Linked DNA regions of Zea mays: region 1 is linked to region 2. The links are chromatin contacts, called in public Hi-C maps. All regions are on one chromosome and are shown on one strand. Each heading gives the region's core, a stretch centred on a gene start, on an enhancer-like site or on the middle of the called end of the contact. The rest is flanking DNA. Distances are from core to core; before and after follow the strand shown. Region 1 holds the start of LOC100286061. Region 2 holds the start of LOC100275668.

The links. Hi-C and Micro-C count contacts between places; a contact is called where the count stands out from the background.
Region 1: a Hi-C map of leaf shows a contact between it and region 2, with 8 times the contacts expected there. The contact joins the promoter of LOC100286061 here to the promoter of LOC100275668 in region 2. A contact is called at or near these places in 6 of 25 Hi-C or Micro-C datasets (bundle sheath, ear, endosperm and 2 more).

What each region holds. Positions count from the first base shown.
Region 1 is chr1:230,310,865-230,316,436 of Zm-B73-REFERENCE-NAM-5.0, reverse strand. It overlaps LOC100286061, which reads right to left and starts at 2,894. Exons shown (of 1, transcript NM_001368188.1): 1 at 1,946-2,894. The coding sequence starts at 2,824. The coding sequence ends at 2,165. It overlaps LOC100276271, which reads left to right. Exons shown (of 6, transcript NM_001150101.1): 5 at 802-868; 6 at 1,122-1,337. The coding sequence ends at 1,201. It also overlaps the pseudogene LOC103643383.
Region 2 is chr1:230,050,730-230,057,165 of Zm-B73-REFERENCE-NAM-5.0, reverse strand. It overlaps LOC100275668, which reads left to right and starts at 3,673. Exons shown (of 4, transcript NR_153787.1): 1 at 3,673-3,821; 2 at 4,625-4,686; 3 at 5,867-5,982.

The DNA of each region.
Region 1 (5,572 bases), core at 1,645-4,144, 260 kb before region 2:
AACCATTGACTAAACTCCGCATCAAATCCCCACAAAATCACGGCAGTCTTAGGCCGAAAGCGGGCAGAGCTTCGCCGATTGCGCGCAAGATTTGGACCACACTCTAATTAAAAAAAAGATTTGGACCACACTCGCCGTCACAGGGTGAACAATTAATAGATGCAACAGGGTTGTTAGGCTTGCCTGGTATGCGGTGAGGCCGATGAGGACCATGATCGAGACGAAGGAGAAAAGCCACAGGATGAGCTCCACAGACATGGCTGCCGTGAGGGTTGACGACTCCTCGCCAACAGCCTGGCGAGCAATCGATCTAAGAACGGCGGGGCGTGCGGTGCGTGAGGCCGTTGCGCGAGCGGGGGTTTCGCTGGCGCGGGCGTTGCGGGAGCGGGGGTTTCGCGGCGCGGGCGTGCGGGAGCGGGGGTTTCACGGCGGCTGCGGCGCGCGGGCGTGCGGCGGACGGCGGGGCGTGCAGTGCGGGAGGCCGTTGCGGGGCGGGATTTGGCGCGTGCGGATAGGGAGCGGGGGCAGTCTACACTGCCCCCTTAATAGTTAGTACAGATAATTCCACCAGCAATAACTCAGGCAGATTTCATCCTGGAAGAACCCAACATGTTTGTGACAGTATCTAGTGTTAGATAAACTTGAATTAATCTTAGGTCTTGGTCAATTTGAGGCTACAATTTCGTTTTCTTTTGCTTCCTTTCCTCTATGAATTGGTTTTTTGCTCTATGAAGTAATAATCACAGCAAGCTTTTTTGGAGTATGAATATCATCAGCTATTTGCATTTGGTTGTTGCCTAGGTTATGAAGCAAAACACAGAGGCCATCACAAGCTACGAAATGCTTGATGCGGTTCGTGTTGCTCTTGGTAAGTTATATCTATATCTATGGGAGATAATGAGCTCTAAATTTTATACTATAAAACCTAAGGATCAGATCTGATTAAGATTGGGCTTTATTTCTATTTATTTTTTTAACTAAGATTATATAAGGGCTCAAACAAATTGTGAAGAAATATTTGGATCGTGATCCATTGCTACCCCTAGCTATATATCTATTTGAAGTTACAGTCTAAGTATTTGCTGCTAACTTTTGTGGTCTGCCTTCCTTCACCATGTTAGGTATCCTGCTGCAAATGGTGGTTATAGCTACAACTACCAGACTCCTGCAGAATATGTCTCCTCCCAAGAGAGCTTCATGAATGCTATGACATTTTAGCTTTGTTTCAAGTAGTAAGGGATACAAACTTCGAGTTAAAAATATTGGCCAAGTGCGATAGTCTTGTACCGAAGATGCTACTGGTGTACAACTGTCAGGAAATCGTGGTTTACTTGTTTCCTCTTTTGTTTTTGTTTTACTTCTTCCCTTTTCTGGATCTGGAAAATTCGTAGTCGTTGGCGAGCTTTGCAAGCTAAAGGCTAACGGAGCATATGTGTTTTTAATTCCGTCTTCATGTTTGTGTCCATGTTTCTGCTGCGCTGGAAGTTGCTACTCAGGCTATTTCTTTCATGTCCTGAATTCAACTCGGGGGACCTCTTCGGCGCGATTGCATCTTGCTGAAAGCCCAAGATAACCACAAAAGAATGCCAATAATTCTGTCGGTATCTTTGATTGCCATGTCTGTTTTGGAAATAAGACTCTGAATATGATCTGTAGCTACTCAGCGTTTCCTGTGTTCATGCCTTTTGGATCCTATTTCTAAAATCTGGATCTCCGGACACTGCTGGTACTGACGAGCGCTTTGCCGTTGGATAATCATCGGTGTGTGTGAAGTCTACTCGATGTCATTGTGTAGTAGTTGTAGGTCTCGAGCCAGTAAAATGGACATCTTTCATCACCAATTTACTGACAGCAGAGCAGAATGTATTCCTGTTGATCTGACTGACTGGTGGTAGAAACGGATCTGATCGAGTACCACTAGTTGCCAATTAGTCCAGCGCATTCATGACAACGAATCATGATTCTTCCATTGCAGTATCCTGACACTGGTGAGCAGACATCCATGATTATTCCGTTACAGCTCTAAACAAATCAGGATCAGATGTGATCATTTCATCACACAAGAACAGCACACAGAGAGACGTAACATATATGCACAAGCACAAGGCATCCACAACACACACTGCTATACACGTACGTGCGTAACACCATGCCGTAAACCCTACTACATTTGCTTGGCCATGGCGTTGATGATGGCGAGCGCGATGGCCGTGAGGTGCATGGCGCCGGCGACGTTCCTCCGCACGGCCTCCCTCACGACGGCGGGCTGGCCCTTGAACCCCTCCATGCACATGCCGTCGTTCGTCAGCGCGGCGCTCGCCCACGTCTGCACGCTGTTCACCTGGAACCTGACGCTCCGCCCGGCCTGCCCGCTGGCGCTGGCACTGGCGCTGGCCGGCTCCTTGCCGAGGCGCTCCATTGCCTCCACCGACTGCCGCAGCAGGTCCACGGCGTCCTCGAGCATGCCCACGCAGTCTGCCGCCGCCTCGGCCGCCACGGGCACGAGGTGGTGGCTGCTCGCGCCGCCCGCCGCCATTGCCTTCATCGCGGCCGTCGCCCTCCGCGCGCCGTCCAGCGTGACCGTCAGCGCCGCCAGCGACAGGCGCGCCGGGCTGGCCCCGACCTCCGCCGCGTACGGGGCCAGCGTCGCGTTGCACAGGGCCGGGTAGTCCGTCCCCGCGCACCACGACCTGATGAAGCCGCCGCCGGCTGTGCTGGTGCTGGTGCTGGCGCTCGGGGTCGGCCGCGCCGTGACGGCGCCGCACCACGACCAGCACGAGAGCGCGAGAAGCAACAACCACATCAAGGCGTTGCTGCGTGACATGGCGCACGGGACGGACGGGAGCACGTAAAACTACGACGACTTCGACGTGTTTCTTATTACTGCTAGTGCTGCCTCGATCTTCTGTCTAGCATCGAGTTATATAGGGGGCAGGACGAATTAATGGAGGATAAGGGCGCGCGCGGCCTGTACGCGTATGACTGGCCTAACCGGCACGTCGTGTCTGTCTGGCCAGGAGAGCGTGCCCAGGAGGACCATAAGAGATCGAGGGTGCTCGGCTGCTTGCCTTTGATTTGCCGATCGACGCCGCTGCATGCGCATACGTACGAACAGGTCGAGCCAATGCAACGTGAGTTTGGCGGAGATCTTGCGTGGCGTCTAGCTAGCCGTCTTCAAGCGATCGCGAGACGTACGGCGACGGCGACGGCGACGGCGACGTGCGGGGTTCTGCTGCCCATCCCGGCCCGGGAACACGGCTGGGGCGGCTAGCTAGTCCGCTACGAGAATACATTGACGGTGCCGCACTGGGACGTGCCAAGGTTGGTGGGGACATCGTCAGGTGCGATGACGTGACGTTGCTTTCAGCTTCAGCCTCAGGGCACGGGGGACCGAATCAATAGCGCTGGGCGTTTCTGTTTCAGATCGCCATCGGTCCGGGAAAGGCTGGCCCGCAAGCCCATGTGGCCGCAGTGCTGCGCGGGCTTTCTCAGCCACTGGTTTCCCTCTTCTCTCTCTGCAGCGCGAATCTTGATTGGGCTGTATCGTCTGTAGGGTAGCGTAAACTCTAAATTATACGCTATAAAATTTAATGATTGAATCATATTAGGATTCGACTCTATTTATATTAATTTTTAGCTAAAATTAATTAAAGACCCTAATAAATTATGAAGAAACATTTAGATTGTAATCTATTACCATCCCTAATTGTTTGACGGGCGAAATCGGTATCTAGTCTCCGGCGGTTCTTCTATCTTATCTCTTAATTTTAAACTTCACTTGATAAACAATGTCATTTACAATGTAGCGTCCTCTATTTTATACTATTCACTAAAGGCAACTTAGTGGACATGGAGACGGGAGAAGCTAGAAGATATTTCCACCTAGTGGACATGGAGACGGGAGAAGCTAGAAGATATTTCCTTTCACTAGTATTCATGCACGGTGTGATACACACGTATTTATGCATGTGGTGAACTCCATGGACCTACACCTTTTTTTTTTGACAAAGCCAACGGGGGACGAAAGGTCCCCCGGCCTGATTAGAACTTGATTATTATAAGGGCACATGTTCCAGTTTTACAAGGGGGAGGGACATAAGCTTAGCTGCCAGAGACACATCGCACAGATGGCTACATGAAAATAGAAAAGGAATCACACCAAGAGGCAATTTCATCAATGAGAGGGCTCAGGCGTTGGTCCGGAAGGTCCGTGGGAATGTGGGATTGCTATTACGGAGAGCAGCTTGAAGGAGCTCCAGATCCTGCCTTGCAGCCGAGCTCAGGCGCGGGGCAAGGTGCCTAGTAATCCCCTCGGAGAGAACCTGATGGATAGAGACGGCCCGGTGTTTTGCATGGCTTGTGAGGGCAGGTAGCTATAGGTGATCTGTGATAGGTCCAAAATCAAGCCAGACATCGGACCAGAACCTGGTAGTCTTCCCATTATTCCCTAGCTTCACAGTGGTTATGGCAGAGTACAGAGGAAGTAGCTTTTGGAGTTGATTCCAGTGATCTCCGGTCGGTTTGACACCACCATCTGATTGGACCCCATGTGACCCATGAAGATCGAGCAGGACGCATCATCTTGTGAACCAGTTTGAGCAGGAGACAAATATTCTGGGTCTGCATGTGTTTCACCCCCCCCAATCCTCCATGCTGCTTCCCACGAAACGTGGCGTAGACGAGCTGGCTGCCAATAAGACACGTTGAATCCCATTCACTAAGACATACTAAGTTCAGATTGTTCCGAATCCTACTGAGTGACGCCAATAGCAGAGGCTTAGTCATCACATCAGTCAAGTGATCACCAAATGGAATAAGACACGTTGAGATATCGACGAGAAACTCAATTTAAACCGTGTTGCTGTTCTAGATTACGCCACTAAACCCAAAGACGCGTGGGTACTAGTGCCAGGACGTATATATATATTCTTGCCGGACAGACATTTTAGCACGTACACAAACACCACCGTCGCTAATTCGCGAAAAATTTAAACCGTTCAACGTTCATCACACCTTCCTTCTTGTCTTCTTGATTTCAAACGTGTGAGGGCGTATGTAGCATGCCGGTATCTGAAGCGTGCATGTCTGCTATCTGCTACGGCTCGTCGAACAGCGGCTGCAGCCGGTGCACGGCCGGCGCGACGACGGCGTCACCGCCACGGCAGCCCCCGGGCCACGGGAAGGCGCCCCGGCGCACTGACACGCGCGGGCCGCAGCGAGCCTCGTGGTCGAGGCCGCGCCTCGCGTCAGGGCTGAGCGCGGAAGCGTGGGGGCGAGGCCTCCACGACCGCGTCCCCGGTGGCGGTGGCAGTGGCAGTGGCGCCCCCATGCTGTTGTCAGCGATGTCTTCTGTCCATTTCAGTGTGGCCGCCACGCCCGTCGGCGCCTCCACCGGTGATTCCACAGGCCAACTGTCGCCGCCGCCGACGGCTGCGCCGAGCGATCCCGGATCGGCTGACGCCGGCGAGAGCAGGAGAGCCACGGCGGCGCACAATGAGAGGACGGGAAGCATAATCTGCGTACGTGAGGCATGCATGGTGTTGTCACGGAAATCTTTTCTAATTTGCTTCGG
Region 2 (6,436 bases), core at 2,424-4,923:
TCACTTGATAATTGACATTTAGCAATGAAATGACCGGGCTTACCACACTTGTAGCAAACTTTCTTGGAGCAGGGCTTGTAATCTTTCCCCCTCCTTTGCTTGAGGATTTGGCGAAAGCTCTTGATGATGAGCGCCATCTCCTCGTTATCGAGCTTGGAGGCGTCGATGGGAAGCCTACTTGACGTAGACTCTTCTTTCTTCTCCTCCGTCGCTTTGAAGGAGACGGGTTGCACCTCAGGTGTGGAGGTGGCGCCTCGCTCGATGATTTGTTTGGAGCCTTTGATCATTAACTCAAAGCTCACAAACTTTCCTATAACTTCCTCGGGAGACATTAGCTTATATCTAGGATCACCACGAATTAATTATACTTGAGTAGGATTAAGAAAAACGACTGATCTAAGAATAACCTTGATCATTTCATGGTCGTCCCATTTTGTGCCCCCGAGGTTGCGCACTTGGTTGACCAGGATCTTGAGCCGGTTGTACATAGCTTGTGACTCCTCTCCTTGGTTGAGCATGAATCGACCGAGCTCTCCCTCGATCGTTTCCCTCTTGGTGATCTTGGTCACCTCGTCTCCTTCGTGTGCGGTCTTTCGTACGTCCCAAATCTCTTTGGCACTCTTCAACCCTTGCACCTTATTATACTCCTCTCGACTTAGAGATGTGAGGATTATAGTAGTTGCTTGGGAATTGAAGTGCCGGATTTGGGCGACTTCGTCCTCATCATAATCTTCATCCCCTAAGGATGGTACATGTGCTCCAAATTCAACAACGTCCCATATGCTTGTGTGGAGTGAGGTTAGGTGATATTTCATCATATCACTCCACCTACTATAATCTTCACCATAAAAAACCCGGTGGTTTGCCTAATGCAACAGAAAGTAAAGGAGTGTGCTTAGAAATGCGAGGGTAGCGTAGGGGGATCTTACTAAACTTCTTGCACTCATGGCGCTTAGAAGTGATGGATGGCGCGTCGGAGCCAGAGGTGGATGGCGACGAAGAGTCGGTCTCGTAGTAGACCACTTTCTTCATCTTCTTTTTCTTCTCACCGCTCCGATGCGTCTTGTTGTGTGAAGGGGATCCCTTCACCTTGTTGTCAGATTCTCTCGATGGAGCCTTCCCGTGGCTTGTGGTGGGCTTCTCGCCGGTCACCATCTCCTTCTTGGCGTGATCTCCCGACATCACTTCGAGTGGTTAGGCTCTAATGAAGTACCGGGTTCTGATACCAATTGAAAGTCGCCTAGAGGGGGGGTGAATAGGCAAATCTGAAATTTATAAAGTTTAAGCACAACTACAAGCGGGGGTTAGCGTTAGAAATATAATCGAGTTCGAAAGAGAGGGCGAAAAATAAATCACAAGCAAATAGCAAGAGTGACACGATGATTTGTTTTACCGAGGTTCGGTTCTTGCAAACCTACTCCCCGTTGAGGTGGTCACAAAGACCGGGTCTCTTTCAACCCTTTCCCTCTCTCAAACGGTCACTTAGACTGAGTGAGCTTTTCTCCTCAATCAATTAGGACACTTAGTCCCCACAAGGATCACCACACAATTGGTGTCTCTTGCTTTGATTACAAATGTCTTGGGAACAAGAAATGGGGAAGAAGAAAAGCGATCCAAGCGCAAGAGCCCAAAGAACACGGGCAAAACTCTCTCTTCTAGTCACTAATTGCTTTGAGTGGAATTGGGACTTGGAGAGGCTTTGATTCAATCTAATTGTGTCTTGTATTGAATGCACTAGCTCTTGTATTGAATGTGTTGGCTGAAAAACTTGGATACCTTGAAGTGTGGTGGTTGGGGGGTATTTATAGCCCCAACCACCAAACTGGCCGTTGGGGAGGCTGTCTGTCGACGGGCGCACCGGACAGTCCGGTGCGCCACCGGACACTGTCCGGTGCGCCAGCCACGTCACCCAACCGTTAGAGTTCGACCGTTGGAGCTCTGACATGTGGGGCCACCGGATAGTCCGGTGGTGCACCGGACAGTCCCTGTTCACTGTCCGGTGCGCCTTCTGCGCCTGCTCTGACTCAGCGCGCGCTGTCCGCGCACTGTTCATGCACTATTCACTTTTGCAGACGACCGTTGGCGCTGTTAGCCGTTGCTCCACATGGCACACCGGACAGTCCGGTGCCACACCGGACAGTCCGGTGAATTATAGCGGAGTGGCATTTCTAGAAACCCGAAGCTGAGCAGTTGGAGTTGATTCACCCTGGTGCACCGGACACTGTCCTGTGGTGCACTGGACAGTCCGGTGCGCCAGACCAGGGCAGCCTTCGGTTGGTTTTGCTCCTTTTTATTTGAACCCTTTCTTAGACTTTTTATTGGTTTGTGTTGAACCTTTGGCACCTGTAGAACTTATAATCTAGAGCAAACTAGTTAGTCCAATTATTTGTGTTGGGCAATTCAACCACCAAAATTATTTAGGAAAAGGTGTAACCCTATTTCCCTTTCAGTTTGCAACAACCGAACCTCGGTAAAACAAATCACTGTGTCACTCGTTTTTTTTCTTGGTTGATTTGTTTTCGCCCTCTCTTTCGGACTCGGTTTTATTTCTAACGCTAACCCTGTCTTGTAGTTGTGCTTAAAGTTTGTAAATTTCAGTTTCCGTTTATCCAACCCCCTCTATGCGACTTTTAGACGTCGTCAATATCTCCTCTCGCGTTGTCGTCGACCCTTCCCCTCTAATGAATCGTAACGTTACCGCGAGTTATATATATCAGTAAAGGTAAGTTATAAAGTACGGGTAATGTAGTAACCGTGCTACAACCATTGTGGCCTTGTGGGTTAAAGTGCTCTACTGATTCTGACTAGTGGGGTTCCTCCTGGATCTTGCTATGGTGGCATCAACGTGTGTATTTGCTGATAAAAAACGTGTCTATTTGTCATGTGGTTGCCACGAAATAACGGAGCAAACTAATCGTAGTAGTAGTTTAGCTTCACCAAAACTCCCGGAGAACAATGACACAACACAAGCCGATGTCTATATATTATCTACATCCGTCCTAAAATAAATATACATCTTATTTTACAAGAAGTCAATCTTTTTAACATCTAATCCAATGTATATAATATATATAACATATAATAAATATCATCAGATTAAATCTAAAATATACTTTTATAATATTAATATTATTTTACATGTTTTTAGTTAAAATTAAAATAATTTAAAGCGTGACGTGCAATTATTTTATGACTGACGAAATATTCCCTATGTTCCAAAATTAGTTAACTCCCCTGTCTTAAAATTGTTCAAGTTATATGTTCGAATTTTATCAAAACATATATGTTATTCTCACTTTTCGATATAATTTTCTATTTCCTAATATAGATTTTTTCTCATCATATATTTATTGCTATTTCTTTAAAAAATCTCCTTTTTTCTGTGCAGTATATGTTTTCTATTTTTTTATTTAAATTGCCGTACGAGAAGTCAAGTATAGAAATATAGAATGGATAAACCATCAATCGGAGACAGGACCCACTGATCGAGCCGTGAGCCAAGCCAATCGGAGCCGCCGCTGGTGCACGGAGCCAGGGGGGCACTGCGCGTGTTGCCACTTGCCACTGAGCTTCGTGTCGACATCTCAAGCTGCTCGACCCATGTGTGGGCATCTCGGTCATTTCGCGAAGGCCGCGCATCCTATAAATGAGACCCCTTCCTCCTCCCCTGCCGTTGTTGTTGGCTTCGTGGTCCGTGTTTAACGGGCGTAGAGAGAGAAAGAGAACAGAGCGAGAGAGGGGGAGGACGAAGCCCTCCGCGTCGTCTCCTGCTGTTCCATCCCACATCTATTCTGCCTCGGCTTGCACCTTCGACCTCGCTGGTAAGTTCCATCGCTTTTAATCGACATAGGCCTTTTAGTCGCGAATATTTTGGGTCCGAGCAACGAAGATGCTCCGTCTTGAATTTGGTTTAGCTAGATGTTGTTAATCTTATCGTTCGGTCATGTTTTATCGTGGATTTGGACGTTGAAATGCCGCTATATGAAGAATTAATTTGATTTTATTGCGGATGATAGGGGTGATTGTCGGTTAGAGGGGTTTTACCGTTCAGATCTAGTAAAATTGCACTGGTGAAAGGAGGAGAGGAGTGGGGCAGTTAGGTTTCTGGGTCCACGTTTGTTTAATTATGGTGAGGGTGGTTTCTGGTTCACCTACCCGGTTGAAAGGGATGCGTGCTGACTTGGGAAGGTCCTCCAGTTTTTGTTTGTATCTGCGAGATTCTATATATATCTACTTGGCTAATTTTAAAATCGTTCAAGGTTCAATGCCAGCTGTTCTATCTGCAACTTAGATTTAGGTTTGGTACCATGAATTTTTTATAGATTTGGGCAAACTGCATGAAATCCAGTGGATTATGTCATTATTATAGTGTTAGGCGTGAGTGAACTTTTTCAGATTTATGACGTTGGCAGTTGGGTAAAAATTGGCGCGAAATCATTGTGCTATAATTTGTTTTGTATTATGCTAGATTACACACTGTCGGTTAATCTGTTCTTATCACAATGCAGTTGTCAATGCACAGTGGTCTACCTTTCTTACGCATATTACTTAGATGAGTCTGCTCAGCAGTAGCATAATAGTTCACAGACAGGACTCTGAAGCAAATTTTTGTTTTGAGTTGCAGAAAGTTCTGACCTCAAACTGAAAGGGGCCTGTGAAGCGTTTCCTTGCGGCAGTGCAATGGAGGTATTTGGCAAATCTGTGATTGCTGAGCCCAGCAATGTGATTTTCTTGTCCGCAATCCTTAACACAGAAGGATCAAACCCTAGTCACAAGTGTGACAAGAGGTGCCAGAACGAGAACATTTTTGGGAACATGTACCGTTGCAAACTGACTGGAACCACTCACATCTGTGACAAAAACTGTAACCAGAGAATCCTCTATGACAACCATAACTCGCTCTGCCGAGTGAGTGGGCAGTTTTTTCCGCTCTCTCCATTGGAGCAGCAAGCAGTGAGGGGTATCCGCAGGAAGCACGAAGTGGACAGCAATGAAGGCTGCTCCTTTAAGCGCAGGCGTGGTGCACAGCTGCATCCTTCCCCCTTCGAGAGGTCCTACTCAGCTGTGTCTCCAATCCCGAGCCAGGTTGGAGATGGCATGGACCTGAGCTAGAGCTAACGAGACTTCCTTTTCTTCAGCCAACCACCTAATTCCGTTGTCTACCCTTTTTCCCTTTGGTTACAGGATGGAACTATAAGAGATTCCTTCTTTGTAGACTTTTATGAAGGGATATAAGACTCCTTAGATGCACCGAATAAATGTCTATGTAGTTTCTATTCTGTTTCATGGGACCTTGTTGTAACTCGTGAACTTTGATTGAGCACCTATTCGGATTTAGTAGCACGTTCAGAAAATCATTCGCTGCTTATCTTTTTTCACACTTCCGAGTTAGTTATTTTGTGTGTTTTTTTACTTTGTGTTCAACTAAGTTTCCTTCTAATTTTGATTCTTTAATGCAATTTATTATAATTGAGGTGTACATTTGTCCATCAATGTAAATATGTGAAAGATTCTTTGGCACTGTAATCCAGGCACAGGGAACTGACTGCCTTTGCTGACTGAAGTTTTTGTACAGTTGTTACTAGTGTTTTGCTTGTCAAGTTCCTAATCAAGCTTGAATCATTTACGGTCTGTTCTCATATAGCTCAACTCTATCTGTTTCTTAACTCTTTTTTACAGGTTATGTTTCTAACGCTTAATGTTTTCCTCATGTTCTTTTTTGTCTTGTTTCCCCCCTAACATTTGTTGTGTATGCAGGACCATCCAGGTTCAAATCGTTCTTGGGAAATGTTTTGTTCTTCTTTATATAACTATATTGCTAACTTATTTTCATTTGTTAATTATTTTGCTTTATTTTGATTTGCAGGTGAACATCTCTGGTTCTATTTTCATCGTCGGGTAACAAGAAACTAATCAGGGAGTCTCTTCCCATTTCTTGCAGTGGAGGAATGTTTAGCTACAGCCGCGCAGCATGCTTTCCAGGTAACTGATTATGTAGCAGTTTCGGAGCATGATTACATATTACATCTTTACACTAGGCTCAACTATTATTGATACACAATCATCTTCCTCTTGTATGCATTTAATTATAAGCATGCTGCATATCAAGTGAAAATAAAAGAGAATGTGGCATTCTAGATGATTACAGAAAAACTTGACAGCCGTCATGACATTTTCAGGTCCATGTCAGCATATTGGCAAGTTACTAAGGGTGTGTTTGTTTCACTCCTAAATTATATAAGTTGGATTATGATGGAAGGGTAGCAGGGTAAAATATTATTTTGAAACAATAAATAAGCTAGCATTAGATAATTTATTTGAGCTTATTTGTGATCCTAAAATGATATTTTATTATCTCACCCTTCCATCATAATCCAACTTATATAATTTAGGAGGGAAACAAACATGACCTAAGCTAGTTTCTTTTGCTATCATG